Regions from separate parts of the Sus scrofa genome. Here region 1 is linked to region 2. Evidence: chromatin contacts called from public HiChIP or PLAC-seq data. All regions are on one chromosome and are shown on one strand. Each heading gives the region's core, a stretch centred on a gene start, on an enhancer-like site or on the middle of the called end of the contact. The rest is flanking DNA. Distances are from core to core; before and after follow the strand shown. Region 1 overlaps PMM2 (phosphomannomutase 2). Region 2 has its middle 28 kb from the start of C3H16orf72.

What was found. HiChIP or PLAC-seq counts read pairs in DNA pulled down with a chosen protein or histone mark.
Region 1: a contact with region 2 is called in an H3K27ac HiChIP or PLAC-seq map of alveolar macrophages. The contact joins two enhancer-like sites. A contact is called at or near these places in 1 of 47 Hi-C or Micro-C datasets (skeletal muscle) and 1 of 2 datasets of contacts at active chromatin or transcription factors (alveolar macrophages).

What each region holds. Positions count from the first base shown.
Region 1 is chr3:33,878,157-33,883,098 of Sscrofa11.1, reverse strand. All of the region lies in intron 1 of PMM2 (phosphomannomutase 2), which reads left to right. Among named protein-coding and RNA genes, the nearest start is that of PMM2, 12 kb to the left of the region's middle. Within about 2 kb of position 3,513, at least 7 of the 83 cell types and tissues checked have an H3K27ac peak or open chromatin away from gene starts, as enhancers often do. A contact at or near this core is called in alveolar macrophages, where this site is marked.
Region 2 is chr3:33,681,060-33,685,325 of Sscrofa11.1, reverse strand. No RefSeq gene overlaps it. Among named protein-coding and RNA genes, the nearest start is that of C3H16orf72, 28 kb to the right of the region's middle. Within about 2 kb of position 2,810, at least 17 of the 83 cell types and tissues checked have an H3K27ac peak or open chromatin away from gene starts, as enhancers often do. A contact at or near this core is called in alveolar macrophages, where this site is marked.

The DNA of each region.
Region 1 (4,942 bases), core at 2,264-4,763, 200 kb before region 2:
TTTGTGGGCAGCATATATATGGGTCTAGTTTTTGTATCCATTCAACCAGTCTGTGTCTTTTGGTTGGAGCCTTTAGTTCATTTACATTTGAGAGAATTACTGATATGTATGTTCTTAATGCCATTTTGTTAATTGTTGTGCATTTGTTTTTGTTGGTCTTTTTTCTTCCTTTCCTTTGTTCTCTTATGGTTTGATGACTATCCTTAGTGTTGTGTTTTGATTATTTTTCCTTATTTTTGTGTGTATCTATTATAGATTTTTGGTTTGCAGTTACCATGAGGTTTTGATATAGGAATGTATATAGATATATATATTGATATAGGAACATATATATGTATGTGTGTGTGTTTTAAGTTGACAGTGTCTTAATTGCAAATGCATTTCCACTGCCCTGCATTTGTACTCTCCTCACGATTGATAGTTTGATATCATACGTGTGTGTGGATGATTTCCTACCTTTACTGTATGTCTGCCTTTACCAGTGAGCCTTCTCATTCGTAACTTTCTTGTTGGTAGTTGTGGCCTCTTTTTTTTTTTTTTCCTCCTAGAGAAGTTACTTTGTTATTTCCTGCAAAACTGGTTTGGTGGTGCTTAATTCTCTTGGTTTTTGCTTGTCTGTAAAGCTTTTGATATCTCCTTCAAATCTTGCCAGGTAGAGTATTCTTGGTTGAAGTATATCTTACCCGTCTGGCTTACACAGCTTCTGCTGAAAAATCAGCTGATAACCTTATTGGGGTTCCCTTGTATGTTATTTGTTGCTTTTCGATATTTTATGTCTTTTTTTTTTTTTTGCTTTTTAGGGCTGCCCCTGTGGCATATGGAAGTTCCCAGGCTAGGGGTCAAATTGAAGCTATAGCTACCAGCCTACACCACAGCCACAGCAGTGCAGGATCCAAGCCATATCTGTGACCTACACCACAGCTCACAGCAACACTGGATCCCCAACCCACTGAGCAAGGCCAGGGATCCAACCCACAGCCTCATGAATCCTACTTGGGTTCATTAACCACTGAACCATGACAGGAACTCCCATTCTTTTTTCTTTATTCTGTTCTGCGTCAATAATTTCCACCTCGCTTATTCACTTTTTTGCCTCCTGTATTCTGCTACTGGTTCCTCCTCATGAAATTTTTTCATTGCAATTATTGTATTGTTCACCTCTGCTTGTTTATTCTTTTTTTGTTTTTTTTAACAAGAATTGCAACATTCATTTCAGGTTCTCTCTTGGGTTTTTTGTTTTGTTTTGGATTTTTTTTTTCTTTCTTTTTTGCACACAGGCAGTATGTGGGAATTCCTGGGCCAAGGACTGAACCTATGCCACACAGCAGAAACCAGAGCCACAGCGGTGAGAATGCAGGAGCCTCAACCTGCTAGGCCATCAGAGAACTCCCTGCTTGTTTACTCTCTTTTTTTTTTTTTTTTTTGCCTTTTCTGGGGCCGCACCCACGGCATATGGAGGTTCCCAGGCTAGGGGTCTAATTGGAGCTGTAGCTGCCGGCCTACACCACAGCCACAGCAATGTGGGATCCGAGCCGCATCTGCAACCTACACCACAGCCCATGGCAACGCCAGATCCTTCACCCACTGAGCAAGGCCAGGGATTGAACCCGCAACTTCATGGTTCCTAGTCAGATTTGTTAACCACTGAGCCATGACGGGAACTCCTTGTTTATTCTTTAAAGTCTTCTCTTTGTTAAACATTTCTTGTAATTTATTGATCTTTGCCTCCAGTTTTTTTTTTTCCCCCCAAGATCTTGGATCATCTTTACTAGTATCATCCTAAAGTCTTTCACCCATAGATTGCTTATCTCCATTTCTTTTAGCGGTTTTCCTGGGGTTTTGTCCTCTTCCCTCATCTGGCTCATATTTCTCTGCCTTTTCCTTTTGTATAGCTTTATGTGTGCTCTCCTTTTTGCAGGCTACAAGGTTGGAGCCTCTCTTGCTTCTCGTGTCTGCCCCCATGTGAGTGAAGTTGGTACAGGGGTTGGTTGCAGGCTTCCTGATGGGACAGGCTGGTACCTGCCCACTAGTGGGTGGAACTGAGTCTGGTCCTTGTGCTGGGTAGGGCTTTGTCTCTGGGTGTGATTAGAGGTGGCTGGGTGCCTGGGAGGACTTTAGGCAGCCCGTTTGTTGGTGGATGGGGCTGTGTTCCCACCCTGTCGTTTGGCTTGGGGTTTCTCAGCCCTGATGGGTGGGGCCATATTTTTCCAAAAAATATGGCAGCTTCCAGGGGAGCTCACCCCAATGATTACTCCCTGGGACCCCCACCTCCAGTGTCCTGCCACAGTCGCCCCCTCTTTTCCCAGGAGACCCATCAAGGCTCGCAAGTAGGTCTGACCCAGATTCTTATGGAGTCCCTGCTCTGCCCTGGGACCCAGTGCACACAGAACCCCATGTTCGCCCTCCAGGAGTAGGGTCTCTGTTTGTCCCAGTCCTCTGGAGCTCCTGCGCCCAAGCCCTGCTGGTCTTCAGTGTCACATGTTCCGGGGCTCCTCCCAATACCAAACCCCCAGGCTGGGTCACCTGATGTGGGGTTCAGAACTGTCACTCCTGAAGGAGAGTCTCTGGAATATGATTACTTTCCAGTCTGCGGGCTGCCCACCCAGCGGGTATGGGGTTGCTTCTGTTGTGTAATTCCCCCCCCCCACTTGTTCTGGCTTCCTCTTTGTCTTTAGGTGTGGGATATCTTTTTTGGTAGCTTCCAATCTATTTTGTTTTTTCTTTGTCTTTTTTTGTTGTTGCTGTTGTTGTTTGTCTTTATAGGGCCGCACCTGCAGCGTATGAAGTTCCCAGGCTAGGGGTCAAAGCAGAGCTGCAGCTGCCAGCCTACACCACAGCCACATGGGATCCGAGCCACATCTGCGACCTACACCACAGCTCATGGCAACATCAGATCCTTAACCCACTGAGCGAGGCCAGGGGTCAAACCCGCATCCTCATGGATACTAGTCAGGTTCATTACCCCTGAGCCCCAACAGGAATTCCCTGTCTATTTTGTTGATGATTGCTCAGAGGCAGTTGTCATTTTGGTGTTTTCATGAGAGGAGGTGAGCTCGAGTCCCTCCAACCCACCATCTTGAGGCTTAAATCTATTTAGAAACATCACAGTAATTTTGCTGTGTGGTTATTTTGCTCCAGATCTCTCTCCTGAAGTAGGGGGTAGTTTAGATGCTCCTCTGTGGTCACAAGGAGCCAGCTCTAATTTCTTGTCAAAAGACATGTGCTGCCACTTGGAGCTGAAAAGGTGCCTCTAACAGCCCATGCATAGTGCAGGCACATCATACCAGCTGCCTCATCCGTGGGCACAGGGGTCAAGATAGAGTAAATTGTGCCCTTAGGCTTCGGTTTGAGGGCGGAAGTGTTTCATTCGCCGTTACTATTGCATTTTTAATATTTTGCAATCACAAGAGTCTCCCCCACTTCCTCCCCTTTTGACGTCAGGTCTGAGTTAAGCACCCGGGGGGGACTCTGGGACTCATCTTCCCAGTTGTTGACTCAGAGGCCACTGCATTGTGTCTCTAGGTCAGGATTGCACCCGAAGTTGTGGGAGAGACGGACTGCACTCTCCTCTGAACCCTCCTGTACAGTGTCTCTTCTTACTCATGTCTGTGGTAGTTTTCCATACATATTTTTTAAAGAAGAGGAGAGAGTTGAACTCTAGATGTTTTTATACTGAGGTTGAAGGGGTTTTTTGTTTTTAACTTCTGGTAACTTTATTTGTGAGTCTTTTTCCATGTTAAGTGTACAACTAAGACTGCTAGGAGTTCCCATCATGGTGCAGTGGAATCGAATCCGACAAGGAACCATGAGGTTGTGGGTTCGATCCCTGGCCTTGCTTAGTGGGCTAAGGATCTGGTGTTGCCGCGAGCTACGGTGCAGGTTGCAGATATGGCTTGAATCTGACGTTGCTGTGGCTGCGACGTAGGCCAGCAGCTGGAGCTCCAATTAGACCCCTAGCCTGGGAACCTCCATATGCCACGGGTACGGCTCTAGAAAGCAAAAAAAAAAAAAAGTGGAGCTCTTGCTGGGGTTCAGCGGGATTGGTGGCATCTTGAGAGCTGCTGTGACGTGGAGTTCAGTCCCCAGCTCAGCACAGTGAGTTAGGGATCCAGCATTGCCGAAGCTGTGGCTTAGGTCATGATGGTGGCTTTGATCAGATCTCGGGCCTGGGAGCTCCGTATGCCCTGAAGGAGCCAAAAAAAATGTCCCCCCCAAAAAAGAGAGATTGCTAAAAATAAATAAAACCTTTAAAAATTCATTGTGATTGTCCTAATACAGGGATATCCCTTTTCATCTAAGTTTAAAATTTCTTTTGAACTAGCACACAGTTTGGAATTTAGCAGGAAATTGTACCACTGAGACCACTGTTTATAGATCTTATCTTTCAGGAGAGACTCAGAAATCTAGTGATCTTACTCTGATGCGTTTCATTTATATAATTATAATCAACTCTGAACTTCCTCTTTAATCTCATTTTGTTGTTTTAAAATCAACAACTGGGAGTTCCCGTTGTGGCTCAGTGGTTAGTGAATCTGACTAGGAACCATGAGGTTACGAGCTCGATCCCTGGGCTCGCTCAGTGGGTTAAGGATCCAGCATTGCCGTGAGCTGTGGTGTAGGTTGCAGACGTGGCTCAGATCTGGCGTGGCCGATGGCTACAGCTCTGATTGGACTCCTCGCCTGGGAACCCTCATATGCCGCAGGTGCGGTCCTGGAAAAGACAAAAATAAGTAAGTAAGTAAATAAACAAATAAATCAACTAAATAAATAGAGTACAGTGTAGCGTTCAGCAGGAATAGGCTAGGTCTATATGCATTATGGAAAATCAGCACAACGTAGTGCTGAGAAAACAGACTATTGCACAAGGTGTAGAGTGACTTATGTTTCAAAAACTAGGGCCTGTTTGTATAAATGCACAGAAAAAGAGCTGGAGAAATGTATT
Region 2 (4,266 bases), core at 1,561-4,060:
CGGTCACAGATGCGGCTTGGATTCAATGTTGCTGTTGCTGTGGCGTATGCCAACAGCTACAGCTCTGATTCGACCCCTAGCCTGGCAACCTCCACATGCCACAGGTGCAGCCCTAGAAAGCAAAAAAGAAAAGAAAATATATGAGAGGAATTCCCATTGTGGCACAGCAAAAAGGAATCCGACTAGTATCCATGGGAATGCGGGTTTGATCCCCAGCCTTGCTCTGTGGGTCAGAGATCTGGTGTTGCTGTGAGCTGTGGTGTAGGTTGCAGATGTGGCTCAATTCCCGAGTTGCTGTGGCTGTGGCATAGGCCAGCAACTGTAGCTCTGATTTGACCCCTAGCCTGGGAATTTCCACATGCTGCAGGTATGGCCCTAAAAAGCAAAAAGCAAAAAAAAAAAAAAAAAAGAGGAAAAAAAGAAAATATATGAGAGACAGTAGAATGCAATGGTTATGTGTACATACTCTGGGGCCAGGCTGCCTGGGTTTGAATCCCAGGTCTTCCTCTCTGACGCTGGGTAATTTTGGGGAAGTTACTTCACCTCTCCGGGCCTGAGTTTCCCCTCAGGAAATGAGCGATAATAGTAGAATTTGCTTCAGGTGGCTGTTGTGAAGATTAAATATACATATTTTTTCTTTTTTAATGATTTTTGTTTTTCCATTACAGTTGGTAAGATTAAATATATTAATCTTTGGCAATAGCTTGCAGCAGGGGTTGACGTGTGCTAAGTGCCCAGCTACTGTTATCAGTTAGCCCTGTGCACACAGCTACATAAATGCAAAGAAAAGAGACTGTGAGGCTGTGCTCCAAACTGTTGATAGTGGAAGCTGGTGAAGTGGGACTTCGGCATTTGCTCCCCATAGGTCTGGATTGTTAGAATCTTTCGCAACAAAAATATACTCATGGATTACTAAGGTAATATCATCCATGTTAAAAAACCTAGTCCATTTTTTCTTTTCCCCTTCCTTCCTTCCTTCCTTTCTTTTTTGCTCTTTAGGGATGCACCCATGGCATATAGAAGTTCCCAGGCTAGTGTCAAATCAGAGTCACAGCTGCCAGCCTACACCACAGCCACAGCGACGTGGGATCCAAGAAGTGTCTGCAAACTACACCACAGCTCATGGCAATGTTGGATCTTAACCCACTGAGTGAGGCCAGGGATTGAACCCGCATCCTCATGTGTACTGGTCAGAGTCATTTCTGTTGCACCACAATGGGAACTCCCTAGAGTGATGGTTTCAATATCGCCCATCCTCAAATGCCTGACCACAGTGTTGAACGTTCTTCCTTTTGTGGACTGTTCTCATTCTGTGTGATATTGTTTTCTCATTCTGTGGGGGACAGGGCAGGATTTAGCAGAATCCAACCCCTACTCCAGTGCAGCTGGAGAAGGGGAAGCTGAGGTTAAGCCATCTGTCCAGCCTCCGTCTCTGACTCACCGGTCAGCCTGGGGCCCACACCCACAACCTTGTTTACCTCCAACCCCACCTCATTCTCTTCCCTGCCTTAGGGTTCAGTTCTCAGCACTTTTCCTCCTTGACGCTATGCAAAGGGCTCCCACTCAGAAAGTCCTGTTCTGGAGCCCCCTGTTGGCTCAGGGAGTTAAGGACCCGGCGTTATCACTGCTGTGGCTTCAGTTGCTGCTGGGGTGTGGGTTCGATCCCTGGATCCAGAATTTCTGCATGTTCTGGGCGTGGCAAAAAAAAAAAAAAGTCTTATTCTATCCTCTTGCAAACACATAGAAGCAAATAACATTATTATCTAGTTTTCCAGATGAGGAACTTGACAAACAGAGGGGTCAAAGAGTGAGCCCAAGGTCACACAACTAATAAATGGCAGAGCTGGGCTTCAAACCCATTTCTTTCTGATGTTAAGGCTTGTTTTCCTTTCTTTCTTTTCTTTTTTGTCTTTTTGCCATTTCTTGGGCCGCTCCTGCAGCATATGGAGATTCCCAGGCTAGGGGTTGAATCGGAGCCGCAACTACCGGCCTGCGCCAGAGCCACAGCAACAGGGGATATGAGCTGCATCTGCAACCTACACCACAGCTCACGGCAACGCCGGATCCTCAACCCACTGAGCAAGGCCAGGGATCGAACCTGCAACCTTATGGTTCTTAGTCGGATTCTTTAACCACTGCGCCACGACAGGAACTCCTTGTTTTCTTTTTTAAACATTAGATTGAGTGAGTGTTTTGTTTTTTGTTTTGCTTTTAGGGCTGCACCCACAGCATATGGAAGTTCCCAGGCTATGAGTCAAATCGGAGCTACAGTGGCCTGCCTACACCACAGCCACAGCAACGCCATATCTAAGCTGCATCTGCAACCTACACCACAGCTCATGGCAACGCCAGATCCTTAATCCAGTGATCGAGGCCAGGGATTGAACCTGCATCCTCAATGAACCTAGTTGGGTTCGTTACCGCTGAGCCATGATGGGAACTCCTAAGTGAGTGCTTTAAGTAAGTCAGCTGTGCCAGGGGTTAGAGCTGGTGCCATCCATCCAGGAAAACCCTGCAGCAGGAATGGCTTCAAGGTCTCATCACTGCCAGCGTTCAGACCTTGCCGTGGCCGTACAGTGACAGCTGGCCTGGGCCCACATCTGTGGTTTCATCTGGGTCAGATGGTCCCAGCCAAAAGGGCAGAGGCCAGACAAGAAAGGAGGCCCAGGCTATGTTGAGTCCCTGGCTTCCTCCCCACCAAGAGCTGGGGAGGCCAAGAACTGGAGGCATGAACGAGTCAGCACAGAGGGAGGCAGAAACGGTGACTCAACTCTGGGTCATGATTCGGCTCTTCTTTGCCTAAGGGATGAGTCATCACCTTGACGCCTCTAGTTTTCAGACATCTAACTCATCCCAGCAGGGCACAGGAAAGCTCCCTGCCCTGCCACATGGGCTGTGCCCCCAGGTGGCCTTAAGTTCAAATTCAGGCTCTGCTGTTTACTAGTCATGGGACTTTGACAAATCATGAGCCTGCATCACCCCATCTGTAAACTGGAGATGCTAATTCCTGTTGTGCTGAGTGCCTTCATGTAATGAGCATTTATTGAGCACCTACTATGTGCCAGGCATAGGGGATATGGCAATAAATAAAACACACTTCCTGCCCCGTGAAGCTTACATCCTAGTGAGAAAAAAAAACAATGAGAAAATAGGTATATATCATGTAATATCAGTTGGTGATAAGAAAGGGGAAGAAAAATTAAATAGGGGAGGCAAGAGAGGGTTAAGAGGGCTCATGGAGACGGTTCCTATAGAGGGTCCTACACACAGCCTGCACATAGTAGGGCCTCAGTAAAGAAACATGAATTCCCCTGCTTGCAATTTTAGGAAGGAAGGACCACATGGTTTTCAGGGCTGAAGAGGCTTCCTCTCCCTGAAGGTAATGCCCTGAAACGATTCCCACACAAGGTCCTGAAACAGGCTGAGGATTTCCAGCCCTGGGGCAGGGGAGGAGAAGGCTGCTCAGTGAGTGTGTGTATGTGTGCATGTGTGTGTGTGTGTGTGTGTGTGTTTAATATGTTTATTAAATTGAGGTGAAGTTCATACAACATAAAATTAACACAATCATTTTACTTATTCTATTTTACTTTTTTTGGTCATGCCCGTGGCATGTGGAAGTTCTCAGGCCAGGGATCGAACCCTTGCCACAGCAGTGACCCAAGCCACTGCAGTGACAATACCAGATCCTTAGCCCATGGCATCACAAGAGAATTTCCAACATGAACTGTTTTTTGTTTTTGTTTTTGCTTTTTAGGGCCGCACCTGCAGCATATGGAGGTTCGCAGACTAGGGGTCTATGCCATAGCCACAGCCACGCCAGATTTGAGCCGCATCTGCGACCTACACCACAGCTCACGGCAATGCCGGATGCTTAACCCACTGAGTGAGGCCAGGGATCGAACCTGCAACCTCATGGTTCCTAGTCGGAATTACTTCTGCTACCTTAAGACGGGAACTCCGAACATGAACCATTTCTAAATGAACAATTTGGTGACTTTTAGTACATTCAAAATGTTGTGCAACGTCGCCTCTGTTGAGTTCCAAGCCATTCTTCAGCACCGCAAAGAAACCCTGCACCCACTAAGCACTCACTCCCCACTCTTCCTCCTCCCAAATTCCTGAAAACCACTAGTCTGCCTTCTGTCTCTGTGGACGTACCTCCTCGGGCTATTTCCTACAAATGGAAGCATACTACGTGTGGCCTTTTGGGTCCGGCTGCTTTCACTTAGTGTACTGTTTTTGAGGTTTGTCCACACCGTGGCATGC